Linked DNA regions of Neogale vison: region 2 is linked to region 1. The links are chromatin contacts, called in public Hi-C maps. All regions are on one chromosome and are shown on one strand. Each heading gives the region's core, a stretch centred on a gene start, on an enhancer-like site or on the middle of the called end of the contact. The rest is flanking DNA. Distances are from core to core; before and after follow the strand shown. Region 1 holds the start of TANC2 (protein TANC2). Region 2 overlaps MARCHF10 (probable E3 ubiquitin-protein ligase MARCHF10).

Region 1 (7,067 bases), core at 2,818-5,317:
CTATTGAGTTTAGAATTATTAATTGAAGTTAAGAAGAAATGAGATTATGAAAAACAATCAATGAGAAAAATATCTCTTACATCAACTATTGAGAGAGACTTTCATTATGTCATATGGTTCACATTTTTCAAATGATGTATTCTGTGTTCTCATTTATATTTCATAGACCATTATCTTGAGGATAACTGATAGAGGATAAAGTTTGTTTGGGTTTACACTGTGATCTTGACTTGGTCATTTAACCTCTCAAAGCACCCCCCGCCACACACACCAATTTAGAAACCTGAGACAAGGGTGCCTGGGTGGCTCAGTGGGTTAAGCCGCTGCCTTCGGCTCAGGTCATGATCTCGGGGTCCTGGGATCGAGTCCCGCATCGGGCTCTCTGCTCAGCGGGGAGCCTGCTTCCTCCTCTCTCTCTCTGCCTGCCTCTCTGCCTGCTTGTAATCTCTCTCTGTCAAATCAATGAATAAAATCTTTAAAAAAAAAAAAAAAAGAAACCTGAGACAATATTGATGGGATATTGTGAGAATTAAATGCAATAGTATATATAAGGCATTTAGCAAAGTATTTGCAGCCAATAGGCAAACAATGAATGCTGGATGTCATTATTCTTTATTCAATAGGGAGAGAATTGAAAAAAGGGTTAGGCAAGGTGAGCCTGATGGTTTGCTTAAGAGACTTAGAGGTGCCGGGGAAGACATGTGCAGGGGTGAGTATGAGTGTGCAGAGTTGACAGATCAAGACCGGACATTTTGACTGGTATAGATGGCACTGATAAGTTGGTAGGTATAAGGTAAGGTTGGGTTAATTTATGCAAATTTGCATATTCCCCTTAATGGCATATGTTATGTTTCCAAACTTAACTTACAGACTAAATGATCATTCTGACTAAAAGGGATTTTTATTAGGTTAAAAAAATTAGCATTCTCAGGCTTTCAGGTATCTTTGACAGAAAAGCAAATCAGGGAGAAGAGCTGAGAACAGGGGTGACTTCTCTCTATAATGTTGCTCACCATCCCTACTATACCCCACCCTTACCTCTGTCAAGGACAGAGGGTTTCCTTCACAAAGTTAGAGTGTGGCAGCAAATTGCAAGACTTAACAGCAGTATTATGTGGAAGAGAATGGGCTGAATAGAATCATGCTGGATGATCAAAACAGCAAGGCAGTGAGTTCATTCAGTGGGTACTCAGTGTGAGCATGGTATCTGGGAGAGGTCAGCCAAAAGAAATGGAGACTGATCTTTGGGAGTATGATGAGGACAGTGAGTCAGAGTTACTCACTTCATCAGAGCAAGAGACCCTGTGGGTCACAGCTATTAGAGTTTACTGTGGGAAAATCCAATAAAGAGAGATTTGCTGCTAAAACTGAACAATTATAGTGTTTTTCTAATTTCCAGGAAAAATGGACTTCAAGGCTTTCATTTTGGGAATTTTTATTAAACTTTTGGTACTTTCTACTTTGTGAAAAGTTGCAAACAAATTTTAAAGGAAAAACATGGACCTATTATTTCTTAATAATTTTTAAAAATATGTGAGAGATCTGCATAAACATCATATAGCCAGATTTAGTGCTGGTAAAATTGTCATGTCCATATGGCAGAATTAAATCTATCAATATTTCATGGTGTTCCACAATGAGCACAATAATTTCTAAGTACTGCCACCTGAACTAGTTTGAAAACTAACACATTAGACCCCTGACTGCCTTTTGTTATTTCTTGTGGGAAGGAATGTTATTAGCCTCACTGAAACTCACAAAGGTTGAGATACAAAGTAATCTTTAAAATAAACAAATAAAAAACCCAAAGGAAAACTGAATAGGGCAAATCTGAGTGCAAAAAGAACAAGGTAACAATAGCAACTGCTTCCTGAGCACTTCCTATATACCAGGCTCTGGGCTAACTATTTTTCAAAGATAATTTCATTTAATTTTTACAATTACCCTGTGAGGTATCATCATTCACATTAGACAGATGAAGAAAAGAAGGCTCAGACTTGCTTAAGGTCACATAGCTGGTAAGTCTATGTGACACTGCGATTTAAACCCAGGTTTCCAGACTCCAATCATGACGATGTTGTAGTGCCTCTTTACGTGTATGAATAAACCTTTCTGCATATGTATTAACCCTTGTAGTCATTAGCTAGATCAAGATATTGAACATTTCCAGCAACCCAGAAGGCTCCTTCCTGCACTGTCAAATCCCCCATAAATAATCACTATCATGCGACTATCACCATAGATAGGTTATTGTTAGAATTAATCTAAGTTTTTGGAGTTATCAACAAAAGATTCCATATATCAATCCTTCGCCTTGCCATTTTAGCTGTAGTATTCAAAGCTGCTCCAACTTTTCAAGCATTCATTATAGAAAATAGCTGTTGAAAATGGCGTCGTATTCCATTTCTTCTATTATTCTGAAGTTAACACCAATTTTTAAAAAGCCAAAGAGACTCCTGGATGAAGTAGGTTCAAAGAACTGTTAGCAAACAAACAAAATTATCTTGAGAACACCACGGACACACGTTCCTTGACTGAGGTAGTTTGGGGGGCATCTATTTCCAATCATTTCGTCTCATTAGGAAACAGATGACCAGGAAAGGTCGTCTCAGTTTATGAACATTAAGATTAGCCAGGAAGAGTATGTAATAGTGATTGCTTTGCATCATCTCACAGAACGCGAAAAAATTTATGTCCAGATATCTTCCACAGTTGGCTTGGTGTTTTATGATGCAAGGGAAAGGAAAAGGGGAAGAAGCTCTAGGTGGGGGGTAATGGGGAAGTCCGACCTCGGAGGAGGCTTTAATGCGGTGGCTTTCCGTGCCTTGCCCACTAGCTCTGAAAACCACATTACTTCTGTCCCACCTGGCAGCGACAGAAACAGCGTCACAACTTCACCTCTGGTTCTCAAGCTGTGGTTGGTGAATTTTCGGCAATTATTCTAGATAACATAGTCTCCCTTCTCTCTCCTCCCTCCCCACCCACCTCCCCACCCAAGGCTGGTTTTGCACCTCATTCTGATTCCCACCACAGCCAACTGTGGCATTTGGAGCAGTTTACATATTACAGTTGAGCATCAGGCAAAGGATAACCGACGTATGTAGGGTTTGATGATTCTGGGAGTGATGCGTACGTAAGGTGACTGAAGTGGGGGGAAATCTAGAGGAACGTTCTGCCCATTAAAGCAGGAGGACAGGCCCAGAAGTGGGCGCACGTGACAGCAGCAGCACCTCGAGAGTGACATCACCCCTCCGGGGGCGGAGCCGAACTATTTAGGGCCTTGTCTGCTACTGAGCGTCCACCCCTCTTCCGCACCAAACCCCTCGACCCCACCAGTCAGAGCCCCCTGAGGAAACGAGAAATGCCCAGACCTCACAGAGCGGCAGAGTCAGGGCCCAACCTCTCCGCGCAGGGAAGGGTTCGCTCTTCGCTCTCTCTCCCAGCCACTCCCCACCCCCAAACTGTGGAGGGGGCGGGGGCGCGCGCGCTCCACCACGCACGCGCCCCCACGCACGCGCTCTCCCTCCGCGCTCGCGCTCCTCCCCACCCCGGCCCGGAGGGGGCGGGGCTGCGGGCGGCCTGAGAGGGTGCGACGCCCCCGGCGCGGCGGCGGCGCTAGCGAGCGGCCGGCCGGGCGCGGGTTGCTGGGCGCGCTGTTCCGGCGGGGCCCGCTGGCACAGCCGCCTCACGCGAGCCGCCCGCCGGGCGGGGGAAGCTGTGAGCACTCCGAGAGCCGGGCTCGGGGCTGCCGGCGCTGCCCTCCCGCCGCCGCCCTCCGCGCCTCCTCCGGGCGGCCCCGCCCCCGTTCCCATCCCCCTCGCGCTCACCTCCCGGCTGTGCCGCGCGCGAGGCGGAGCAAGGCGCCCGCCGCAGCTGCCGCCGCCGCCGCGCTGAGGGGCGAGAGCCTGCACCGGCGTCGCCGCTGACAAGAGGACCGCCGCGGGCTGCGCTTGCCCGCCGCGAGGCCCCGCCGCGCCTTTCCGGGGCGCAGACCCACCGCGGACGTTGGAGCGCAGCGAGGTGCTCTGGGAATCGCGGGCGGCGCCGGTGGGCGGCGCGGTCCTCACTGGGGATCCCGGGGGCTGGGGCTTGACCCCGAGGTGCAGCGAGCCCCTGAGAGCGGCAGGTAAGAGACCCGGGGAGCGGCGGAAGGAGGGGTCGCCTCAGTGACAGGGGCGTTCGCCTCCAGTGTCTCGGCTCCAGGGAGAGGGGCGGGGGCGAGCAGGGAAGCAGCGAAACGGGCTGCGAGCGAAGTGCCTCCGGTGTCCAAGGTGTGGGGAAGGTTGGCTCCAAATGTGGCACTCAGGGTGGCTTCAGATGGGGCCAGGGACGGTCCCTTCGGTGTCACGGAAGGTGTCATGGAATTTGGTACCGAGAGAGTCTCTAGATGACGGGGACCCAGGATGAGATGCGAGGCAGATTGCTAAACGTGGCAGGCAGTGCGGTGCAGAACGAGTTGCAAAATGTGCCCCCAGAATGCAGCATAAAAAAGTAGTTGTGAAATGTGCTAGGTAAGGCGCAGGGTGGGTTGGCCTGTGTGGCATCGAAATTGATGGTAGAAGTGTTTGAGCGATATTAACAATCCCTCTGGGAAAGGAGATGTAGTCTAAGAAAAGATTAATAAGGCTCATTGCTAGATATTTTATCACAGGAAATCTAGAGGAGCTATGATATGCTATTTTTTTGAGATAGAGATAGTAGGTACCCACGTGAAAGAAAAAAAGCATATTGTGTCTGGTTGTGAGATGGGAAAGAAAAAATAAGGCTAAAATAATTCTAGGTTTTGCTGTCAGCTTGTAGAGAGTACTGATAGAATTGTATCCTGGCTTTTATTTCAGTTGTGGAATGTTTAAAATGGGTTTCACAAAACATAAACAATGATCATTAACATTAGGAAGATTTGGTGTTTTGGGTGTCTTTCACACTGTTCTCTCCTCCTCTCCAGGAAAAGAAACACAATAAACAAAAAAACGCCACATCTTGATCATAATTCTGAGTTCAAGATCATTAGGCAAAGGGATTTTTCCCCCTATGTGCTGCTGTCTTCATTTTCACACAGGTGAAAATATCTGGAATGAAGAAAACAAAACAATATGGTGAACAAAAGGGATAAATTTTCAGGCATTTTGAGGGGTTGGAGCCAAAAGCTATTGCGGTGGTTAATTACAGTGAATGACAGTAGTGATATATTCTTGCGTGTTCTTCACGTTGGGGTGGCAAAATAGGGGAAAAAATTGAATACAGTAAATGTAGCATAAAAAGCAGCAACATGGATACTGTCAGTGGAGCACTTCTTACAGCGTTTCCCAGGTACATCATCTTAGGAATGTGAGCACAAGAATAAAATAGTATTCTCTCTCCATCTCTGTTTGTCTTTTTGTGTGAAATTACCCACATGCTGCAAAACATTGTGACTTCTATTTAAGAAGGACATCTGTGGTTTGAGAGGATTGTCAGAAAATAGCTGGAATTTCAGAAGTAACAAAAGATAGTTCAATGAGCTATGCAATAGAACTTACATATGTATGTTCAATGAGTGTCTATATGGTATGAAACAAGCAGAAATAATCTGGATGCGTTCATTAGGATGTAGTTAATGACTGAGAATTTAGTGGTTTGTGTTGTGATTATTGTATAGAGAAATTGAATTACTTGCCTGAAGAATGTTGTTTTTATAATAACAGTAAGTAATTTGCTAGATAATATGAAAATTCATACTGATTGGCTTCTTCCTGCATCCGCATTCAGACACTGAGGGATCATTTGCTTCAAAGAGAAAACTGGATTTTACTTGGTGATTAATAATGGGTTTTAGCTTTAGTTTTCTATAGATACGTCCCTCACCTTGAGTCTATGTTGGGGCTAAAGCAGAGAGGAGAAGGCAGAGGAGAATAAAGAGCAGTTCTGTTGGGTCTTCCTGTTTTGTTCTGACTGTAAGCCATATGTACTGCCACCCCCTACTGTCTGCAGAAAGAGGTGTTTCAGAGCCCCATTCTTTTCTTGTTATCACTGCCCCCTTGTGTAAGGGAAGAAATTGATAGTTGCACTTGGGAAAACCGCTCTCAGATTGTTCTTGACAGGGTTGTTATGTGGTTCTATTAATAATCTATTCTTTTCAGAGTTGCAGGGCTTCTAACTTACTGTTTATCAGGCTTCAGATTTAATGTCTGTTTTTAATAGTATCCAGTTTTAGTCAGTAATTCAAATTGCACAGAATGTTTGTAATATTTTTGGGAAGATGAGAGTCCTGTTACTAGTAGAATTACTAGTTGTAATAACTCACTAGTTGTAATAACTCTTATGGCTCTTATTCTGTGCCATTCTCGTTATACATGTTTTAATCAATTTCAATACCCTATGAAGTGTGTAATGCTATTTACATCTTACTGATGAGAAATTGAAACACAGAGATGTTCAGTAACTTGCATAGGACAGTCAAGAAACAGATTTACCTGGCAAGTGGAAGAGTTGAGTTTCAGTAAGACACATACATGTTAAACCTGCAAATATACCAAAAATAGAGTTATTTTTGGTAAGAACATTTCTCTTACGGGATTTATTTTTGTAATTTATCTCTGGAATTTTGAGTAGAGGTGTATCAGTTCTTTTTATGTAGTTAAGGAGATATAGTGATGGAAGTTGGTTTTGGGGTGACTTTAAAGATAGTTACTTTCAGGTGGCTTGGGGTGTGTGTGTGTGTGTGTGTGTGTGTGTGTGTGTCCACAGTTTGCTGTAAAGGTTTACTGGTGCTTTTAAAGAGGTAGTACACCACACACACAGAGATCTATACATTCTCTCTTTAAAAGCACCAGTAAATCTGGGCGCCTGGGTGGCTCAGTGGGTTAAAGCCTCTGCCTTCAGCTCAGGTCATTATCTCAGGGTTCTGGGATCGAGCCTCGCATCGGGCTCTCTGTTCAGTGGGGAGCCTGCTTCCCCGCCCCCCCGCCTGCCTCTCTGCCTACTTGTGATTTCTATCAAATAAATAAATAAAATCTAAAAAAAATAAAAAAATAAAAGCACCAGTAAATCTTTTCTGCTAACTTTCTCAATGAAAATTGAGGAGAAAT
Region 2 (7,067 bases), core at 2,393-4,892, 190 kb before region 1:
AGCTTGGGGATCTAAGGGGAGAATTTACGACAGGAAAAAAAAAAAATAGGGACAAATCTAGAATTCTTAGGACTAACAAGTGGATCCCAGCATTTTTCACAGCGATGGCTCCAAATGGATTGCAGCAACCTCTTTCATTGCGTGAGGCCTGCCACAGTGTTGGGAACCGTTGGAATCAATGGGTTCTAGCCTCCAAGCAGGGACTGGTGTTGGCACATGCCCCTTACCCACCCCCCCCTTGAGGAAGAGGAGGAGAGAGGGATGAAGGGAGATGGAAAGCAGGGGACAGAGCAGAGGGATAGGGTGGGAGGGGTCATTAAAACTTGCCCAACGCCACACTGGCTTCCTTGCCAGTTATGACCTTCTGACATGAGCAGAGGTCAAGTTCCAAGCCTCATGGGGTGTTAAACATTGAAAACAGATCAGTCCCTGGTGTGGCCATAAGGGAGTGTTCTTTCCTGGCTTGGCCACAGCTGGGCATTTAGCCAAGAGAGAAGGCCCTTGGGGGCCCTGAGTTCTGACTTGACCATGGCCAAATGGACATTTTGGGGGACTTTGCCGAGGCCAGACTCCGGTCAGTCTTAGAGCCGGGCTCCTCTCCCCAAACTACATGGCCTTCTGGAAGACTCCTGGTTCTTGTGTTAAAGGAAGGGCAGCCACAGATGACGATCCCTGGTAAATACACTGTCACTTCTCTAACAACAAATGGCACACCATCAGCACCTTTATGTCTTGGCATTCACACACACACAGATGCTGGAGTAAGACATGCCGGGAACCAAAGCAAAAGAAACAGTTCTCCGTGGGCAAGGGTCCACTGGTTTGCACAGACCCCTACATGCTTGGGCAGGGGCATGCCCAGACCTAATGCATGCTCAGTCCTGGCAGCCTTGCTGACCTCTATTTTGGGGGGCAAATATCCCTAGAGACTCACTTGCTTCTATGAGCATTAATGACCATTTAATTATTACTCACGTTTAATAGTAGGCAATTATGCAACGATCGGTTAGTTTTCAGCCTAAAAGCCACTGTGCATGCATTTCCACAGTATATAAGCTATATCTTTTTCCTGGCGATGACAGTGCCATAGCCTACCCAAGTGACCACGAAGACCTCAACAGATGGCACATGTGATCGCCAACCCTGCAAGGTTTGGGGAAGTGCGGCCGGATGGGCCCGCTCAGAGACCGACTCACCCTTCCTCTCGAAACTCGGCTGTAGTTGAGCCTCATGAGTTCTGCAAACCTCTGCTCATAGAGGTGAAGCAGCAGCACCAGATACAAGCCTGAATTCATCAGCTCATTTTGTGCCTAAATATGGAAAAGAGACTTTTAAGTTCATCTATAAAATATTCATGATCTAAATCATGGGGCGGAGGGAGGAAAAAAAAAAATAGAGAAAAGAACCGACAACAAAAAAATAAAAAGAAATCACGGGGTGGAGGGAGGGAACAAGGCAGCAGGGCAAGGCCTGTCCTTGGGGATCAGAGAACGGAGCCAGAGGGGGGGTTCAGCATGGAGGCTGGGCTGTCGTTCTGGAATTCTCTGCTACTGCGTGGAGGATGCCCTTGGAGAGCTCCACACTCCAGGCTCAATCCCATGCACATTAATTAATTAATTAATTAATCCCAGGGGCATTACATGCCAAAGACTTGAGCTGGGTGTTGTGGGGAACGTGGGGCGAAAGGTCTCCATGGGAGAACCTTGTTCAGAAATAGTTCCAGTACCAGCTGGACGGCTCAGCTACAATGTGTGTGTACTAGGACTTGGGGAAGGCCTCTTGGATGGTCCTGACAGGGTGGGAGGGCCTTTGGTTGGCTCTGAGGGTTGATGAGGGCCTTCCAGACAGAGGCACTGAATGCCAGCAAAAGCCTGGGGGCTGGGAGAGCAGAGCATGTGTTGGGTAACATTCCCTACTCTTGAGTGTGGCTGGAGTATATGAGGAAGGTGTTTGTTCTGGATTGGAAACATTTTTTTGGCATCAACTGCAGAGATGGGATGGGGGGATCCCATCAGGCAGAACGGGGAGTTTGGGTGTCATGCTGTGTGTGTGTGTGTGTGTGTGTGTGTGTAGCTCCTGGGCTCTGAGCAGAGGACTAAACACGATGGGATGAGTGTTTTAGGAAGGCAAAAGTTTCTGTGGGAGAACTGGGGACACAAAAGCACATGAGACCTGCAAACCTAGGTTCATCTTCCTAGATCCCTCGTTTGTCTGGAGAAAAGGCCCCAGGCCTTGGGTCTGTATGTTTCTCTCTCTATAACTGGGCTTAAGGATGGTCTCACGTACAGCCCCTGCCCCGGCTGGTCTATTATTTAACTCCCCGACAGTGAGTGTGTGCCCGGCACTCCCACATGGCCTGGGAACCGCAGGGCCTTGGCTCATCCCTTCCTCGTGTGGTCATCTGGCTTGTTTTGTGCTTCTTTTCTGAACGTCTCCCTCCCACCATTCCCAGGCTGTGTCCATAGCTTTTCCAGCTGCCACAATGTCACCAACCTGTAGAAGCCTTCCCGATGAATCTCCTTTGTTCCACTCATCCCTTCCTTCCCTGCTTCCTAACTCTTTTCTTTTGTACACTGCGTCTTGCCCTGGTTCGTGTTTTCACTTTTTCTCGGTGGGTGGGTTGTGTTTTATTTTTCTTGCTGGTGCTTGGAACATAGGGAGGTACCAGGGAGGATCTGGCTGATGAGAGCTCCTTGGTCCTTAGTTCCTTGGCAGCAGTCACCCTGGGGACCCTTCCTAGACCTTCAATAAATGAGGGGCCATTAGTAATGACTCCTCCCTCTTTACCCCCCACATGGCCTCCTGTCAAGTCCCCATGGATCGGGGGGTGGGGATAGGCCAGCAGGGGCTCCCGAAGTTCTTGGGAGACTAACAGCCTCATCAGGGGACATGGTCCTCTGCCTCACCCTGGGGAGAGGTCAGAAGTGTGACCTTTTTCCTGGGGTAACCGAAGCTCAGACCTGACACAGGGACCACCTCAGTGCCTTTCCCTTCCTTCTGGGCCCATTTCCTTGTCCGGGTTCCATCCAGGACAGCTCAGGAAGCTGGCCCAGGACACGCCTCTTCCAGGATGAATTGGCCACCAGAAAAGGTGCCCAAATCGAGCAAGGATCGATGCATTCTTCCTTCTGAGTCCTGTCCAAGTCTGGATCTTGCCCACTGGCCTCAAGGTCATGGCTCAAGGCCCCTCTGCTCTCCTGCCTTGAAAGGCACTAGTCAATTGTCCTTAGCAGTTAGCCTCCTATTTTTAGACTTTGGTCACGTTTTCTGTGCTCTTCTGACCTTGGCCTAGAGCAGGCAGAGAGGAAGATGCTTGTTTTCACTTTTTTCTCCTCGCCTCCTCCCACCTTCCCCCTGAGTCTGTGCCTCCTTCGCAGCCTTAGAAGCTACTGCCCTTGGGAAGCCTTCCTCACCCACCCGTCACACCAAGCCTTGCCCCGTTTGCTTTCCTCGCTGGCGCTGGCGGAGGCCTCTCCACTGGTTTTCTCTCCGGCACTCTCTTCGCCAGGAAGCCTTTCTGCTCAGAGACCCTCTGATGCATAATGGCAAATCAATCAGCTAGAAAATGGCTTGGAACTATCAGGTTTGTCAAAGCATTCAGGGAAATCATTTACTTTTTATGACTCAATAAGGCCTGGAGGCATGCAGATGGGAAAATATCCACTAATGTTTTCTGCAGATAATTTGAAAAGTCACTTCTTAGCAGATTGTGTCTCTTCTCGGGTCTGTGGGAGGGAACCTGTCACGCGGCGCTGTAAATCTCCCTGGCCGGGCTCCATGATGTGCAACCTTCACCGAGCTAGTGATGCCCCACGGAGGGGCTGGGCCGACCAATCAGAGCAGGCATGTGCTGGGGAGCTGGGAGACATGCTCCTGCTCCGAGCCACAAGTGGGCGGGACTTGTTCTCAGAGAGAGTTCCAGGGCATTCGTTTGGCAAGGGCAGAATGAGCTAGCTTTTGGAGCATTATTCTTTGGAGCTGCTCCCGACCTTTCCTCCTGACCTGGTCCCATGGGGCATGGACACCCCCGTGCTGTGTCGACGGGTGGGGCGAGGAGCAGGCTTCAAAGGGAGGGGGCTTGTGAAGCGGCGGAGGAGAGCCCTGGAGCCCTCGGGCTGCCTGCCAGATGTTTTCCTTTCTGTTCTCTTGCCCCACTCCCACCCCTTCATTTTGTTTAATATTCATTTTGGCCAAGAGATTTGCTACCTATGGCAATTCTCAATATAATCCACTCAAGAGAAGCAGACGGCTTGGCTGAATGTTCCATCAAGTCTCCAAACGTGTTCAAGAGATGCTCCCAGGTGTGAGGGTGATTAGGTGGCTGCGTGTGGCCAAGGACATCTGTCCGTGGCTGAGATGGAGCAAAGCCAGGCCTGTGCCTCAGAGCAATGACAGCCAGAGGCCCGCTGAGACCCTCCTCCGCTGACAGAAGTGCACCTTCATCACGCAGTGGGTGTGGACCCCCCAGAATGGGCAGCCTGGGGCCGGCAAGAGCCAAGACTTTGGGCAGAGCTTTAACTGTGCATGGCCAAAGTGATTCCATTTATAAAAGGGAGAAGTCACCTCTATCCTGCCTATGTCCCCAGGGTGTTAGAGCCAAATGAGCTAATTCAAGGGGACATGGTATTTTGCAAAACAAAAATATCCTGTAAGAGGCAAGAATGAAAACTAGGATTCAGGGCAAGGACCCCAAGGGCTTTGTGTGCGCCTGTGTTCCTCATGCCTAGGAGCCTAGGCCAGCACCTGCGGTGTAGTATATGCTCAGTGAATGCAGGTACAGATGAAAGAATGACAAAAAATGTATAATTTTGGGCCAGACTGTGGCCCATTCAATTATGACTCTTGACGATAGTTGACTGCCAACTTGAATATGCATCAGAATTAGAGAAAGGACATTTTAACAGGGTTTTTTTTTCTTTCTTTTTTTCTTTTTTTTTTTTTTAAAGATTTTATTTATTTATTTGACAGAGAGAGAGAGAATCACAAGTAGGCAGAGATGCAGGCGGGGGTGGGGGAGCAGCGCTGAGCAGAGAGCCCGATGTGGGGCTCCTCGATCCCAGGACCCTGGGATCCTGACCTGAGCTGAAGGCAGAGGCTTTAACCCACTGAGCCACCCAGGCGCCCCAGAAAGGGCATTTTAAAATACAGCTGCTGGGTACCACCTCTCCCCCTTCCTCAGATTCTGATGCAGCAGGTCTATGGTGGGGCCAGAGAATGTGTGTTTCTAACATGTCCCCAAGGGATGCTGACGGTACTAGGCTGGGGACCTCCCATGGCTGAGAACCAGTGCTCTGAACCAAGGATCAACAGTTAGTCTGTAGCTGATCAGCTGAATCTGGCCAGAGGATGTGATCTGACTGGCAGGCAGGAAGGAAAGGACGGACGAACACTTCTTCAGCTGGGGAGAATCCTTTCTGTTTTGCCTCCTTTCCGACCACCCTGTTGTGATGATACTTGTGGGATTCTGACCATTTGTGACCTGTCTGGTGTCTAAGGCATTTAAGTGTAGAATCTGTGTTCTCGACTGTTCCTCCACCTGCTTTCTCTTCCAATACCCGGGTACGGAGCCAGGACCCAGGACTCCTCCTTCCTGGGCAGCACTCACAGGAGGAATGGATGCCTGTGGGGTTTAATTTTTAGGCATTTTTGAGGCAGGAGGCGGGTGGGTTTGAGAGGCCACAAGCCCCGCTGGGCCGAGGATTGGGCCACCAGGTCTGGGGGCCCTGTGCTGCTTCTGCCTCATGGGACCACCCTGCACACAGCCTGTCCAAGCTCCTAATCCCATCTCAGGAGGCCTATTTACAAGCTCTGACCCTGCAAGGCCTACAGCAACCGACACAGGATAATCAGACTTCGAGGCCCTGTGAGGGCCCACGGGCAGCCGTCACCCTTCCTCTGCTCAGGTGCTCTGAACCAAACCAGGGCAACACTCTGGTCTGAGCCCCTCCACACCCTCAAAGCCACTGACCTGCTACCAATCGTTGAGCTGTGGTTTAGAGCAGTGGTTCTTTTTTTTTTTTAAGATTTTATTTATTTATTTGACAGAGAGAAATCACAAGTAGATGGAGAGGCAGGCAGAGAGAGAGAGAGGGAAGCAGGCTCCCCGCTGAGCAGAGAGCCCAATGCGGGACTCGATCCCAGGACCCTGAAGGCGGCGGCTTAACCCACTGAGCCACCCAGGCGCCCTAGAGCAGTGGTTCTCAAGGGTGCACAGGTAGAAGCTTCACTCCTCTTTTTCCTTCTTGGTCTCAAATGTCTCTTCCTCAGGGAAACCTTCTCTGGACCTGAAAGTGGGTCAGACCTCTTTGTGGCCGCGCATCCCTTGTTCTGTTCCTCCCACGCTGGGGGGTACCCTCACTCTGCTCCTCCCGTCAGAAGGAAGTGACTATGTTGGTCTTGGGCACTGAGGTATCTCCAGGATAGTATCCGATCAACAGCAGGCACTTTGTTGTGTATTTTGCCACACTTAAAAAAAAAAAAAAATTGATGGGGCGCCTGGGTGGCTCAGTGGGTTAAAGCCTCTGCCTTTGGCTCGGGTCATGATCCCAGGGTCGTGGGATCCAGCCCCACATCGGGCTCTCTGCTCAGCGGGGAGCCTGCTTCCTCCTCTCTCTCTGCCTGCCTCTCTGCCTCCTTGTGATTTCTGTCTGTCAAATAAATAAATAAATCTTTAAAAAAAAAAAATTGATACCTGGCCCTATCCCAGATCGATTCAATCAGACTCTCTGGGGCCTGGCCTGGGCATGAGTATTTTAATAGAAGAAAAAAAAAAGACATGCAGCTCAATGTTCATTTTAATTATAGTAGATCTTTGTGTGCTTGTGATTTTTTTTTTTTAAAGATTTTATTTATTTATTTGAGAGAGAGACAGTGAGAGAGAGCATGAACGAGGAGAAGGTCAGAGAGAGAAGCAGACTCCCCGTGGAGCTGGGAACCCAATGCGGGACTTGATCCCGGGACTTCAGGATCATGACCTGAGCGGAAGGCAGTCGTCCAACCAACTGAGCCACCCAGGCGTCCCGTGCTTGTGATTTTTATAATTGAGGAAAAGCAAAAATCAGCCAACC

The links. A called contact is a pair of places that touch in the nucleus more often than the background predicts.
Region 2: a Hi-C map of muscle shows a contact between it and region 1, with 5 times the contacts expected there. The contact joins the enhancer-like site here to the promoter of TANC2 in region 1. A contact is called at or near these places in 2 of 3 Hi-C or Micro-C datasets (fibroblasts and muscle).

What each region holds. Positions count from the first base shown.
Region 1 is chr5:15,506,451-15,513,517 of ASM_NN_V1, reverse strand. It overlaps TANC2 (protein TANC2), which reads left to right and starts at 4,067. Exons shown (of 26, transcript XM_044247669.1): 1 at 4,067-4,126.
Region 2 is chr5:15,700,461-15,707,527 of ASM_NN_V1, reverse strand. MARCHF10 (probable E3 ubiquitin-protein ligase MARCHF10) reads right to left here. Exons shown (of 10, transcript XM_044250370.1): 8 at 1,197-1,310. Among named protein-coding and RNA genes, the nearest start is that of MARCHF10, 66 kb to the right of the region's middle. Within about 2 kb of position 3,642, the one cell type or tissue checked has open chromatin away from gene starts, as enhancers often do. A contact at or near this core is called in fibroblasts, where this site is marked.